2 separate regions of the Sus scrofa genome follow, and region 1 is linked to region 2. Evidence: chromatin contacts called from public HiChIP or PLAC-seq data. All regions are on one chromosome and are shown on one strand. The core of a region is the stretch at or near the end of the contact, and the rest is flanking DNA. Distances in the headings are between cores, read along the strand shown.

What was found. HiChIP or PLAC-seq counts read pairs in DNA pulled down with a chosen protein or histone mark.
Region 1: a contact with region 2 is called in an H3K27ac HiChIP or PLAC-seq map of alveolar macrophages. The contact joins the enhancer-like site here to the promoter of INAFM2 in region 2. A contact is called at or near these places in 1 of 5 promoter capture datasets (liver), 4 of 47 Hi-C or Micro-C datasets (alveolar macrophages, epiblast stem cells, heart right ventricle and 1 more) and 1 of 2 datasets of contacts at active chromatin or transcription factors (alveolar macrophages).

The regions. Positions count from the first base shown.
Region 1 is chr1:131,220,626-131,226,588 of Sscrofa11.1, forward strand. The region is part of intron 1 of LOC110261466 (a long non-coding RNA gene); the gene reads left to right. Among named protein-coding and RNA genes, the nearest start is that of SRP14, 18 kb to the right of the region's middle. Within about 2 kb of position 4,591, at least 23 of the 83 cell types and tissues checked have an H3K27ac peak or open chromatin away from gene starts, as enhancers often do. A contact at or near this core is called in alveolar macrophages, where this site is marked.
Region 2 is chr1:130,989,546-130,995,548 of Sscrofa11.1, forward strand. It overlaps INAFM2 (putative transmembrane protein INAFM2), which reads right to left and starts at 3,047. Exons shown (of 1, transcript XM_013985582.2): 1 at 192-3,047. The coding sequence starts at 2,810. The coding sequence ends at 2,349.

The sequences.
Region 1 (5,963 bases), core at 3,341-5,840, 230 kb after region 2:
AAATCTCCCCCTATACGCAACCTTCTCTTTGAACATTACTGCACCTTCCTGCTCTAGTGGAAACCTCCCCGATCCCCAGAACATAACTTCCTTAGAGCCACTCCCTTATAAACACTTCAGCTGGACTCTCTTGACTCACGTTGATCCTACTTAACCCCCATACCCTACCTGCTACTTTTTCCTACATCCATCATATGAATGAGTCTGGAGCTTGGGGAGTCGTCCTTCTTGTTCTTGATAGCTACTTCTAGGACTTTTCTCCTTTCTCCTCACCCTGAAACATCATTTCCTTTGAAGGCATCAGAAAATCCATCTTCTCTAGGTGACTTTCACAGGAGTGGTAGATACTGCCATCACACCAAGTCAGCCACCACCCCTTGGAGTTGTAGAAATCGACCATACTCTAGGCCATTCTACTCATTCGCAGAATATTCTAGTGCCTGGCTCACGTTCTTCCTCTCTGCCACCCCATTATCATTATTTTTTGAGACCTTGGCATTCATTCTTGCATTAAAGTATTTTGAGCCCTAATTATGTGCCAGGTGTTATTCTTAAGAATTGAGGATATAGGAGTAAACCAGAAGAAAAAAATTCCCAGCCCTCAAGGTTCTTAGGTTCCCATGGGAGCAAGGGTAATTAACAAATAAGTCAGTACTGGATACAATAATGTTAGGGATGCTATGAAAAAGAAGAAGGTGGGTGAAGGAGTAGTGGCGGAGCATGAGGAGCTCTCTTAGACACAGTGGGCAGGGAAGGACCTCTAGGTAGAAGACCCACCCCACGCTCACCACTGGTGGTCTTTGACCTCCTCTCCATCCAGTCTTCTTCCCACTTCTGCCACCCATTCCCATGGTCATAGCCTATAATTTGACACTTTTGAACCCCCTCCTCTGACCACCACTTTCTGTTTTTAGCTCATTTACTCTATCACCACCATTTTATTCTTTGTCCCCTTGGGGACTGCCAATCCACTGGACCCACTCTCTTTCACCATCTATCAGTCCCTTGATCTCCTATTGAGATCCTTCTCCAAATTAAGCTTGTGGTCTGTGACAATAATTGACCTTTTGCACAGGCCCTCTACTTTTGTGGCTCTTTCCCTTCAGTTGGACTCTCCTGACACATGTTGACCTTGTTTAACCCCCACGCCCTTCCTACTCTGCACCTGCGCTGAGTAGCTGAACATCATGGGAAAAAATTCACAGCCACACTGACTAGCCACACTTTACATTTCTGACCACAAACCTCAAATGGGCACTAGCTTGCCCAGGAATCCTGCTGTTTCTCTACTAGATTCACTTCCCCACTTTCCGGATATGTTTCACACCTCCTCTCTTCTCCAACCCTCAGCATCTCCCCTTTGTTTCCCTGCTGTCAGCTAATGACCTTTGCTGCTTATGTCCCTGGGAAAATCCATGCAATTGTATGAAAAGTACTTGTCTTCTCACCAGCAGCTCTTCCCAGGTGCCTGCAATTGCACCCTAGTCCCCACCTTCCTTTCTTACAGTGGATGGCATCCCCCTCCAATTCCTGGTCAGCCCCTCTGCTTGTGCATCAAATTCCAGCTCCTTCACTCACTCCAGGACTTTGTCCCAAATCATCCTTTCCCTTCCTGCACTATCCAGCTGCTCCTCTCCACCAGATTGTTCCCTTCAGCAGATAAACATGCTGTCATCTCTCTCATCCTAAAAAGCAAACCCTCCTTTGAACCTACCCCATCGCCGGCTTCTGTCCCATTCCCTCCTAACCCACTCCAGCCAAGTATTTGTCTTTGCCACTCCACTTGAAACTACACTTGTTCAAGTCGCCAATGACCTCCTTGTTGGCACATCCAGAAGTGTTTCCTGTCATCTTATTCAACCTCTCAGCAGCATTTGCATAGAGAGAAATCACTCTTCCTTGACACACAGCCTCCATTTGGAGTCCAGGACCCCACACTCCTCTGGTTTCCTCCTACCTCGGCAGTAGCTCTTTCTTGAGCTCCTTCACTGGCTTCTCCTCATCTTGACCTCTGAATAGTAACATGGGGATGACTTTCCTATTTACAGTCTCTGCCTACTTAGATCCTGTCATGGTTGTGACTTTCAGTGCCATCCAGAGGTTGGAATATTTGAGAGGCAATGGGAACAGAGTAGAGAACAAAACAGCAGCTCCACCTCTGGAGCCCCTGCCTGGGTGTGAACCCCTGCTTCACCCCATGGGCTGTGAGACCTTGTGGTTAAAGAATCCTCTGGGAGTTCCCATAGTGGCACAGCGGTAACGAGAACCCGATTAGTATCCACGAGGACATGAATTTCATCCCTGGCCCTGCTCAGTGCGTTATGGATCTGGCGATGCCATGAGATATGGTGTAGGTCGCAGATGCCACTCAGATCTGGTGTGGTATAGGCTGGCAGCTGCAGCTCCAATTTGACCCCTGGCCTAGGACCCTCCATATGCTGTAAGTGCGCCCCCCCCCCAAAAAAATAGGCAAAACAAAAACAAAAAGAAGGCTTGGAGAGCCATGCACTGGCCACTGTCAGCTGCATTTGTGTGACCCTGGTCTAGGCCTGTGCAAAACTGGTCACCACAGCAGCCTCTGGAACCAGAGGTGAGGCCGAGGGGGTCTGAGGTGGTGCACAAGATGTGCCCAATATAGACAGGGATAATTGTAGAACTCTCCTCAAAGGACTGCTGGCCCTTAGCATGTGGCCATTGATATGATGGTGACTCTGATCCTCACATCTCCCCTGCCTAGAGGATACCTCAGAGGCCCGTCATGTTCAAAACAGAGTTCTGATTCTCTGCCCCTCCCCCAACCCAACTCCTCCTCCAGTCTTCCCCACTGTAGTTCAATGGCCTGGATTCATCTCTTTCCCCCACCCCTCACATCCAATCCATTATCAAACTCCCGCTTCTAAATATACCCCAGTCTGACCTCCTCATAAACTTCTATCACAAAGAGACCCGTCCAGGCCAAGTCCACATCCCCCCTGGCCTGGCCCATGACAGTAGCCTCTCAGCTGTCTCCAGCCTCTCCTCTTCCTTACAGTTGATGCTCCCACAGCAGACCAGGTGATAATGTTACTCCCTGATTAAAGCAGCCCTCCAATAACGTCCTGGTATCACTTTTTTCTTTTATTGAAATATATTTGATTTATAGGTATACAGCAAAATGATTCAGATATATATATATCATAATATATATAATGATTATATAATTTATATGTAATATAAAGATTATTATATATAATATGTATATTATATATACATATAAAAATATATGGACTTTTCAGATTCTTTTCTCTGATAGCTTATTAGAGAATATTGCGTATAGTTCCCTATAGGTCCTTGTTGGTTATCTATTTTATAATAGTAGTATGTTATTTTTAAAATAATAGCTTTATTGGGATAAAATTCACATACCATTTAATTCATTCATTTAGAGGATAAAGTTTATGAAGTTTCCTATGGTCTAATGTTTAGGATTCAGCACTTTTACCACTTCCACCCAGGTTCAATCCCTGGTCTAGGAATTGAGATCCCACATCAAGCGGCTGCACGGCAGCCAAAAAAACAAAAATAAATCAATAGCCCTGTGTAGGCAGGATCACCTTGGGCCTCCTCATCTAGGCCCCTCTTCTCAGGAATTCATAGTTCCTTCATGGGGCGTTGCCTCCATACACCTGAGGGCACACAGTAATCAGTGGTGACGCTCAGCCAGAGCTCTGTGCCTGTGGCCACGTGGCACCGCTGCAAACGGGCCAAGCCCAAGTCTGGAGTTCACAGTGGACTCCTGGCACTGGCATCAGCCAGGGTGGTTGGCATCAGCTCTGCCCTCTTAGGGGTGTCAGGTTACTCAGGAGCCTAGACACTGAAGCTTGTCTGGTGCCCACCCAGCCCACACCCTCACCTCCTCCAGGCCTGGCTGCCCCCCTGCAGCTGTCCTCATCCTGAGCAAGAGGGGAGACCAAATCTGTGGCTTTTGCAGGGCCCTTTCTGTGCCTCCTCCCCACATCTGACTCAGGGCTTTCTGTAGAGGGGTAGCTCTGTTTCCTTTCAAGCCTCCTTTGCCAAGTCACCCTCCCTTTTCTTATCCTGGGTGGGGGGAGTTGGCTCTGAGGGGGAGCTGGGCTTTTTCTGCAAAGTGGAGGCCACCAAAGCCCCAAGCTGCAGGCCATAAGGCCTCCCAGGGAAAGTGTTGAATTGGAGCAATTTGCCTGGGGTTGGAAGTGAGATAAGCCAGAGCACTGGGCCCTGTCACCGCCTGTGCCTGTCAGACCCGGCCTTCCCATCCCTCTGTCTCCCAAGCCTCTGGACCCAAGTGAACATCCTTTGGCAGGTCTTGGGGCGGAACACTTCGTGTGGCACCAGCCAGATGGCCCCCTGGGATTTGGGTGCATGCCCAGTGGCCAGGGGGGGCAGCGGCAGTGGGCAGGCTGCTAGTGATGGGCTGAGCCTCTGGATGCCCCCTCCCCGCCCATCCTAGGGAAATGTCTCAGCAAGAAAGCTCCCACGTTTTTTGCTTCATTGCTTCAGAGTGAGTAGTGTTCTGAGGTGGTCCTTGAACACATTTGTCTGGCCCAGAGGGCAGCTGGGTATCTGCCCAGGCTCTGTGGCAATGTGCCCTTTGCTTGGCTAGACAGAGAACAGAGCCTGCCAGAGTCTAGCATCGTGGGTTCAAGGCTGTCTTGACCAGCAGAGGCCTGGCTCTGCCAAATCTCACTTCCTCTTGTTCCTTCCTGTCCTTCCCACTCACCTCTCACTCTCAACCCGCCCTCTACCTCAGGGATGCAGTCAGTAAAGAGGCCATCAGCTTCTTCCAGAAGTCAGTGGAGTGGAGCCAGGGAAGGGCTGAGAGGCCCTGTGGAGAGGGTCTGTGGTCACCTCCCAAATGGAGTCTCTGCCTTCAGCTTTAGCGGGTAGAAGTTAATGAGGTCAGCCAGAGCGCTCTCTGTGGCAGGACCAGGTCAGAGGGCTGCAAGACCCTCCCACGCCACCCCCAGCAGCTGGACCAAGGCTGAGACGCCTCTCCCAGGGGCCTCAGGCCTGGGGCCTCTCAGGTTCCCTGGGAGGGAGGGGGCTGCTGCAGAGCCAGCTGCAGCTGTGGGAAACCACACACCGCAGCCTGCAGGTGCAAGGGGCCTGGGGGAAGGGGAGAGGATTAATTAACCATTTCTTGGGAGCGGGCTCTCTCCATTCTTTCCATTCCCAGACTGTGGCTTCCATAAGATGCTGGGTAGCACACTCAGCAGTGTAGGGTGTATCCATGACCAAAGAAAAGATCAAGGGTTTGTGATCCAGGGAGGCAGAAGACAAGGTCTCCCCCACCCCCACCAGAAGCCCTGCAGGGAGAGGCTAGGGGACTGTCACTGACTCTTGGCCAGCTTTGGAGGTCACTAAGAATCCTTGGGCAGTCCTGTCCCTTTTCAGGTCTGGTTACCCATTCCCTGGAGCAATTCTATGTCATGGGACCCTGCCTAGGGGAAGTGCATGGGACCCTCATCCTCAGGGCTGGCACCCGGTCTGCTCACTAAGGACCCTCAAAGGGTCCCTCAGGGAGCAGCAGGCCAGGCCTCAGAGGAGGGGCTGGTGGCTGTGCAGGCTTGCTCCGACTCAGCTTGGAGCCTCGGGTGGTAACTATCAATGTCGAGTAAATCAGGGCTTGGACGCTAAACCAGGGCTGCTCTAGGTTTCCAGGGGCTGGAAGCCATTCATGGGAGAACTTTCACACAGTCCCTGGAAAGGCTCCTTTCAGCTAGAACCTACCCCCAGAGCTTATCGTGGTGCTTCCAGCTGCCCATCTACCTGCCTGCCTGCCCAGGGTGGTCTGACTTCTCTACCTGCCAGTACCCCCAGCCCTCAGTGCAGCACCCACCGAGAGCCGTCTCCTGGCTGGAGGTGCAGGACCCTATGGGAGAGGCTAGTCTTGCCTGTGCCTTAGTTCCTGCTTCTTATTCTTCCCAGGATAATGCATAACTCAC
Region 2 (6,003 bases), core at 1,797-4,296:
AAGACGGATTCCTGTCACCCTTCACTAATCAATTTGGTCAAACCATCAGGCAAAGGGAACATTAGAGCAATTGCTTTTTCCTCCTACACCTATTCATCACGCCACATTCACCACACATCGGACCACTGCCTTTGCCAACCTCTACTCCTTCCCCAAGAAGCATGAAAAAAGAAACTATCAACTTACGCAGGTTGACGTAGAGTTTTTAGAATGTATTTTTGTTCACCTGAAAAATAAAACTTTTAAAAAATATACAGGACTTTTTGAGTACAGGTATATCTTAAATGGCTGAATTATAAATAATGTCTCTGGTCAGGCTCACAGCTAGAGCTGGAGCTAATGTCCAATTCCAGTGAAGGCTTTAGAGAGTCAGGAGGCCAGCAGCTGGACCCAGGAGTGGTCTCTCTAGACTCTCTGATCCATCCCAAAGTGGATTAAACAGTCCAGAATGCAGGGGTCAGGATGGGGACAGGGGATTGGACTCCCAGATGTTCTCCTGCAAGTTCAAAGGATTCTTGGAATAAGATATCAACTTACAAATTATTAAAATATAGGACTAAAAATTCACACAATAAATACAAATTACAGGCTATTATTGAAGTTATAAAGTGGCATTTTTGTTTCTTCCCCGAGGCCCTCACCAAAAATTTAAAAAGGACTTAAAGGCTTCTTGATGACCAAAGTCAAGTCAGCTGCTCAGAAACTTCCTCCAGCCAAGACACCTTGGGGGTGCTACCCGTCCACCCCTAGGCTACGACAGCTCAGCTGCTATTACCTTGCTCACCATAGGACATGGCTTAAAGCAAGGCTGTCGTCCTGTAAACTTGGATCAGAGCTAACTTGAGTGTAAGCCAGAAAACTGGAGAGACAAATTGTTTCAGGACTCAGGTGGATAAGTTGTTGTTTTAAAGTGCCTCATTTCCCAAAAAGGAAACACTAAGGGGTTTGATATCTTGTCACTACCCACACTCAACTGCCTAAAAGCAAGTGGCGGAAGGAAACAGAATCCAAATTGAGGATGTGTAATTCTTGCTGCCCCAGACATATGTCATTTCTCTTGATGTTTTTCATCTCAATGAAAAGTATAGGCTGCATGTTAAGTGGGGCTTATCGGGAGAGGTAAAGACAAGCCAATTTAACCTTCCAAAGCATGACTGGTCTATTTCCCCGGCTATAGAAACACACTCCTGAGTTTGAAGCCCACCTTCCAGCCTTTTGGGTTCTACCTTAAAATTTAAAGCTCTAGTTCACAAAGGATTTCATCCTAATAACAGGGGTACATTTTCACTACAGGCACAGGGAAGAGAGAAAGTAAAGGTGATTACTGGAACAAGATGCGATTCTGAAGAGCAGGGAAAAAGAAAAAGATAAAAACACTTGACAGCCACTCTACAAGGCTTGCTCTTCCTAAAAGAACTCTGTGAGAAGGCCAAGGGTTGAAGCACAGAGGCAGTGCTCTTTCCCTTCCTCCTTCCCTGGCCCATATCCAGATACTTAGGACTTCACCAGCAAGCCTTAGGTGGGGGCACTAGGGTGGGAAGAAGATGGGATCCATACATTCCCCACCCTCTCTAGACTGCTTCTACTTCTTCAAAGGTTTCCACTGTCCTTTCCAAAAAGACTAAGAATGATTATACTCTTTTGTGTCATAAACCCATCTTTCTGAAATGGGGGGGGGGGAAGAGTGGGTAATGAAAAAAGTGTCTGTGCCCTTCTAGCTAGCTGCACTTTGGGGGCCAGCAAGTAGCCCTTGCTTAACCCCATCAGCCAGGAGTCTACCCAAGGTGTGGGAAGATACATGTAGTTCTATGCAATTATAGCTTCTAGTGCATATGTCAACAACTATATACAGGGATCTATAAATTAAATGCATCTGTGGCCACTGAAAACTAGGTTGACATACCTGAGCTCCACTACTTTTGGTGCCCTCCTCCTTGTGAGAGCTGCGGTTTATTAAAGAAGAGCCCATATAGCTCCCTCCTTCCCCTGAGTCTTGGGGGGAAAGCCCGAGTCACTCCTGTACGTAGGATACAGAAGAGCGAGCAGCGCAGAAGGGGTCGGTGCTGGGCTCTCCCCACCCCTCCCCCCATCCCCCTTAGGGCTCAGGGCCCTGGCGCGGCACGGTCCTGGGAAGACCAAACCCCGAACCCCCAGGAGAATCGTGGTCCCTTGGCTGAAGAGCAGGTTGCAGGCCCCTCGCCCCTGGGGCGAGCCGGCGATCATCAGGGGAAGGGAGGCGTTCACTCCCGTGGGGGTCACTCCTGCGGGCTCCCCACCCGGTCCTGCTGCAAAGTCCTGCCTCCGGGCTTGGTGAGGATGGTTTCCGGCCGCCCCTGGCTCGGAAGGGTTCAACGACTCCCAGGCGCCGCCGCTGCTTCCTCCTCGTCCTCCTCGGCCCCCCGCGGCTGTTCCAGAGGTCCGGCCAAGGGGCTGTCCGCAAAGGGCTCGGGAGGCACGGGCCGCACCGCCTGCAGCGGGGGCGCGTCGCGCGGCGCCTCGCGGCGGGACGACCCCGTGGTGTTGGGCCCCGCTGCGGCCGCCCCCGAAGTCCCGGACGGGCCGGTGGCGTTGGAGCCGCCGGGGGGCGGGCCGGCGGCTCCCCCTGAGGTCCCGGCGCCCACCGGCTGCCAGATGAGGCTGTAGTAGACGGCGAGCACGATGGCGGCCAGCGACACGGAGAGCACGTAGGCGAACACGGTGGCGAGCCGGACCCACTTCTTGTTGGTCTTGGCCGCCATCTTCGCCTTCTTGTCCCCGGTGTAGGTGGCCGGCTTGCCCCGCTCGGCCGGGGCCGAGTCGCGCTCCTTCATGGGGGGGCCCCGGCCTTTGCCCCGGTGCTCCACGGCCCCGGCTGGAGGGGGCCTGGCGGCCTGCGAGGACTGGGCAAGGGGCGGCCCGGCGCCCTCCGTTCCCGGCCGCTCCGCGCTCCGCCGCCGCCGCTCCTCAAGCCGACCGCCCGCAGCCCTCCACCGCGTCGCTGCAGCCGCCGCCGGGGCCTGGACCAGTCACCGCCGCCAGCGCCGCCGCCGCCGCCGGCCAGTCAGCTGCTTCCCCGCTGCCGCCACAGCCACAGCCGCCACAGCCGCCCGGCTCCGCGTCCCCATCCGCCGCCGCCGCCGCCGCTTGCCCGGCCGCCGGTCGCCCGGTCTCCAGTGGCCGCGCGGACAGCGCGCTCTGCTCCAGCCGAGCTCCCCCGCCTCGCGCGCCGGCAACAAGGGGCGGGGGAGAGCGCTGCTGGGGGCTGCCTCTTAAAAGGGCGACGCCGGGGTCCGGAAATGCCGCGCGGGGAGGAGGCGGGCTGCTGGCGGGGTCCGGGAGCCCCCGCCGGGACGCCCCGTTAAGAGAGAGTTAACGGAGGCTGGCTCTTAAAAGGGCAACGTTGCCGCAGCCCCGCGCGGGCAGGCGCGGCGAGGGTGGGAGCTCCGGGCTCTTCTTTAAAAGGGTAACAGCGTCGTTTGGGGCGGAGTGCGGAATTGGAAGGGGGGCGGGGAGGGGCGGTCGGAGCGCAGAGCTGTCAACTCTGGCACCTCCTTTCTGCTTCCCGACTGTCCGAAGTGACAGGTGGTATAAGCAGCAGCGCTTCCACTCCAGGCCTCAGTTTACACCCAGAAGTAGGAGTGATTTTACTTTGGTGTTCTCGGCTCGTGCCCCAGTACACGTAACCTCCCGCTGGGTTCTCTAGACCCTTTTACACCTGGAGAGCCTGGCCCATGTCTGGCTCAGCCAGTCAAGGAGCTTGGAGGTGCACTGCGGTTACCGCTGGTCGCGCCTTATCCCTGCCCCCAACCCCCGCCGGGGTCCCGCCTGGGCTTCAAGGCTCCCCAGACTCCCTATTCTCTTAGATCCCTGAGTGGGCTGCCCAGAACTTTCGGAGCTTTCGGGACAGTACACGTGCTGAGCTGGTTCTCCAGACTCGCCTCCCACCTTAGCCCTGAAGTTTGCAACAGGTCCCAGGTCCTGCTTTGAGGGTTTTCCGCCTCCCGGATTTGGGTTTGACTTGAACTCTAGAGGCCGCACTCAACCGGTGGAGCGGCTCCCAGGGCTTTTCCCTTCTCTGATCCTCTTGGGGTCTCAGAGCCTGAAGGGGGCTGTTCCTCTACCACCCTTCCCATGTGAGGCTTGTCATCCTTCAGACCCCTCTCCAAGCTGGGAAAGCTCGGTAGCCGCTTACTTTCCCCTTCCTTCACCCCTCCTCTTCTCCCTCCACATTCAGTCCTCTCCTCCCCTCCACATTTCTTCAGCTCTCTCCTTCTCCCCTTACCTGTGTATGAGGTTTTTTAGAATTTCTGGCTCCCTCCCTCTTGAGTTCTACTTCCTGTGTTCCCAGAGCTGGGTGTGTGGACTGCCTGGGTATCTCAATGGGTGTTGGAGATTGTGAGTGGTGGTGTGGGGAGAACTGGGGTTGGAGGTTCTGTGAGTGAACCACCCCTCCTGACTCCTGGCTTCAGACACTGCGGGGCTGGACCATCTCTGACTTTTCCATTTCTCTTCCTGCTCCATAAGAACCCTTAGCTTCCAGACACCATGCCCTCTTATGAAGAAGCTCCACCCCAACACTGCTGCCCTGCCACCTCAACTGCATACAAGTCAAATGGCTACCAGAGCTTAGTGTGCTGATCAGCTGCTGGAACTGCAGGTCCACAGCGCAGACCCTGACTCCTGAGGCCTGGATGCAAGTCTGCCACTAGCAAAGGCTAACAGGATGCTCATTTCCAGGAACAGCCTGACTTTTACTTTCTGGGAAATTTCAAAGACATTAAAAGTTTAGAATGTTTATTGTCTTCTGCAGGCTGAGGAGGAAAATATAACTACTCCTTCCCCATCCTGCTCCCAGGGTGGCCAGAGCCCTTCTAGCCGGGTGGCCTGTTAGGTCGAAAATTCTGAATTGTCTCTGGATGTTGAACTCTCTTCTCTCCCTTACTCTCTGGCCTTCCTGACAGAACCGATTGTACCAGCCTTACCAAAGTGAATTATTCTTCAAGATTCCAGGTGAGGCCAACCTAAAGCCTCCTCCCATCCACTTCCTTGAATGTACTCTGAATTTCTCCTGTTGCAAAGTAAATTTTTTTCTTCCTGATTGGTTCACAGTGGAGCAAGAAAACAGCATGTCACTTCTTCCCATACTGAAGAATAAATATACCTGAAACCCCTATTTAATTCCTCTCATCCTATTCTTCTCCACTAAACAGTGCCAGATTCTTTAACCTCTCATCAATGAGTCCTATTTATTATCTGGATTTACATAGTGTCTTTTACCCTAGGAACTCAAAATGCTCTCAGATATAATAGAGCCCGATCTCCCTGGTGCCTGAGCCATTAAGGAATCATTAGCATATTCCTGCCGCAGACAATTAAATGGCCCCCTAGTGGCCTGAAAGTGAATATGCCTCTAAATGCCTCTTCTGGATTAAGGGTTGTGGCCTGAAAGTGAATATGCCTCTAAATGCCTCTTCTGGATTAAGGGTGGACAGTCAGAGCAGAGAATCAAGGCATCTTGGGGACAGAATGGGTCCTGAAGTTTCTCTTTTATAAATACCCTCATGGACCCTAGAACTTCCCTCACAGCATTCCTATGATGCTAGTGCTCTCCAGCATCATCTAAAAGGCCATCCGTGTTGGTGCACCTTGCTATCTGTTCCCTAAGGCAGCCTTTTCAGGCTTTGGAAAGTTCTGAGCAATTACAACTGCAGCAACATTCACACCTTTATTATGTGCTAGGCACCATAAGCACTTATATTTCTTGTCTCATTTGTCTCACAACAATCTATCAGGTAGTCATTTTTTATCTTCATTTTAGAGATGAAGAAATTGCCTCAAAAAAGTTCACTAACTACAGAGTTCCTGTTGTGGCTCAGTGGAAGCGAATCTGACTAGTACCCATGAAGATGCGAGTTCGATCCCTGGCCTCACTCAGTGGGTTAAGGATCTGGCATCGACACGAGGTGTGATGTATGTCACAGACATGCCTCGGATCCCGCATTGCTGAGGCTGTCACTGTGATGT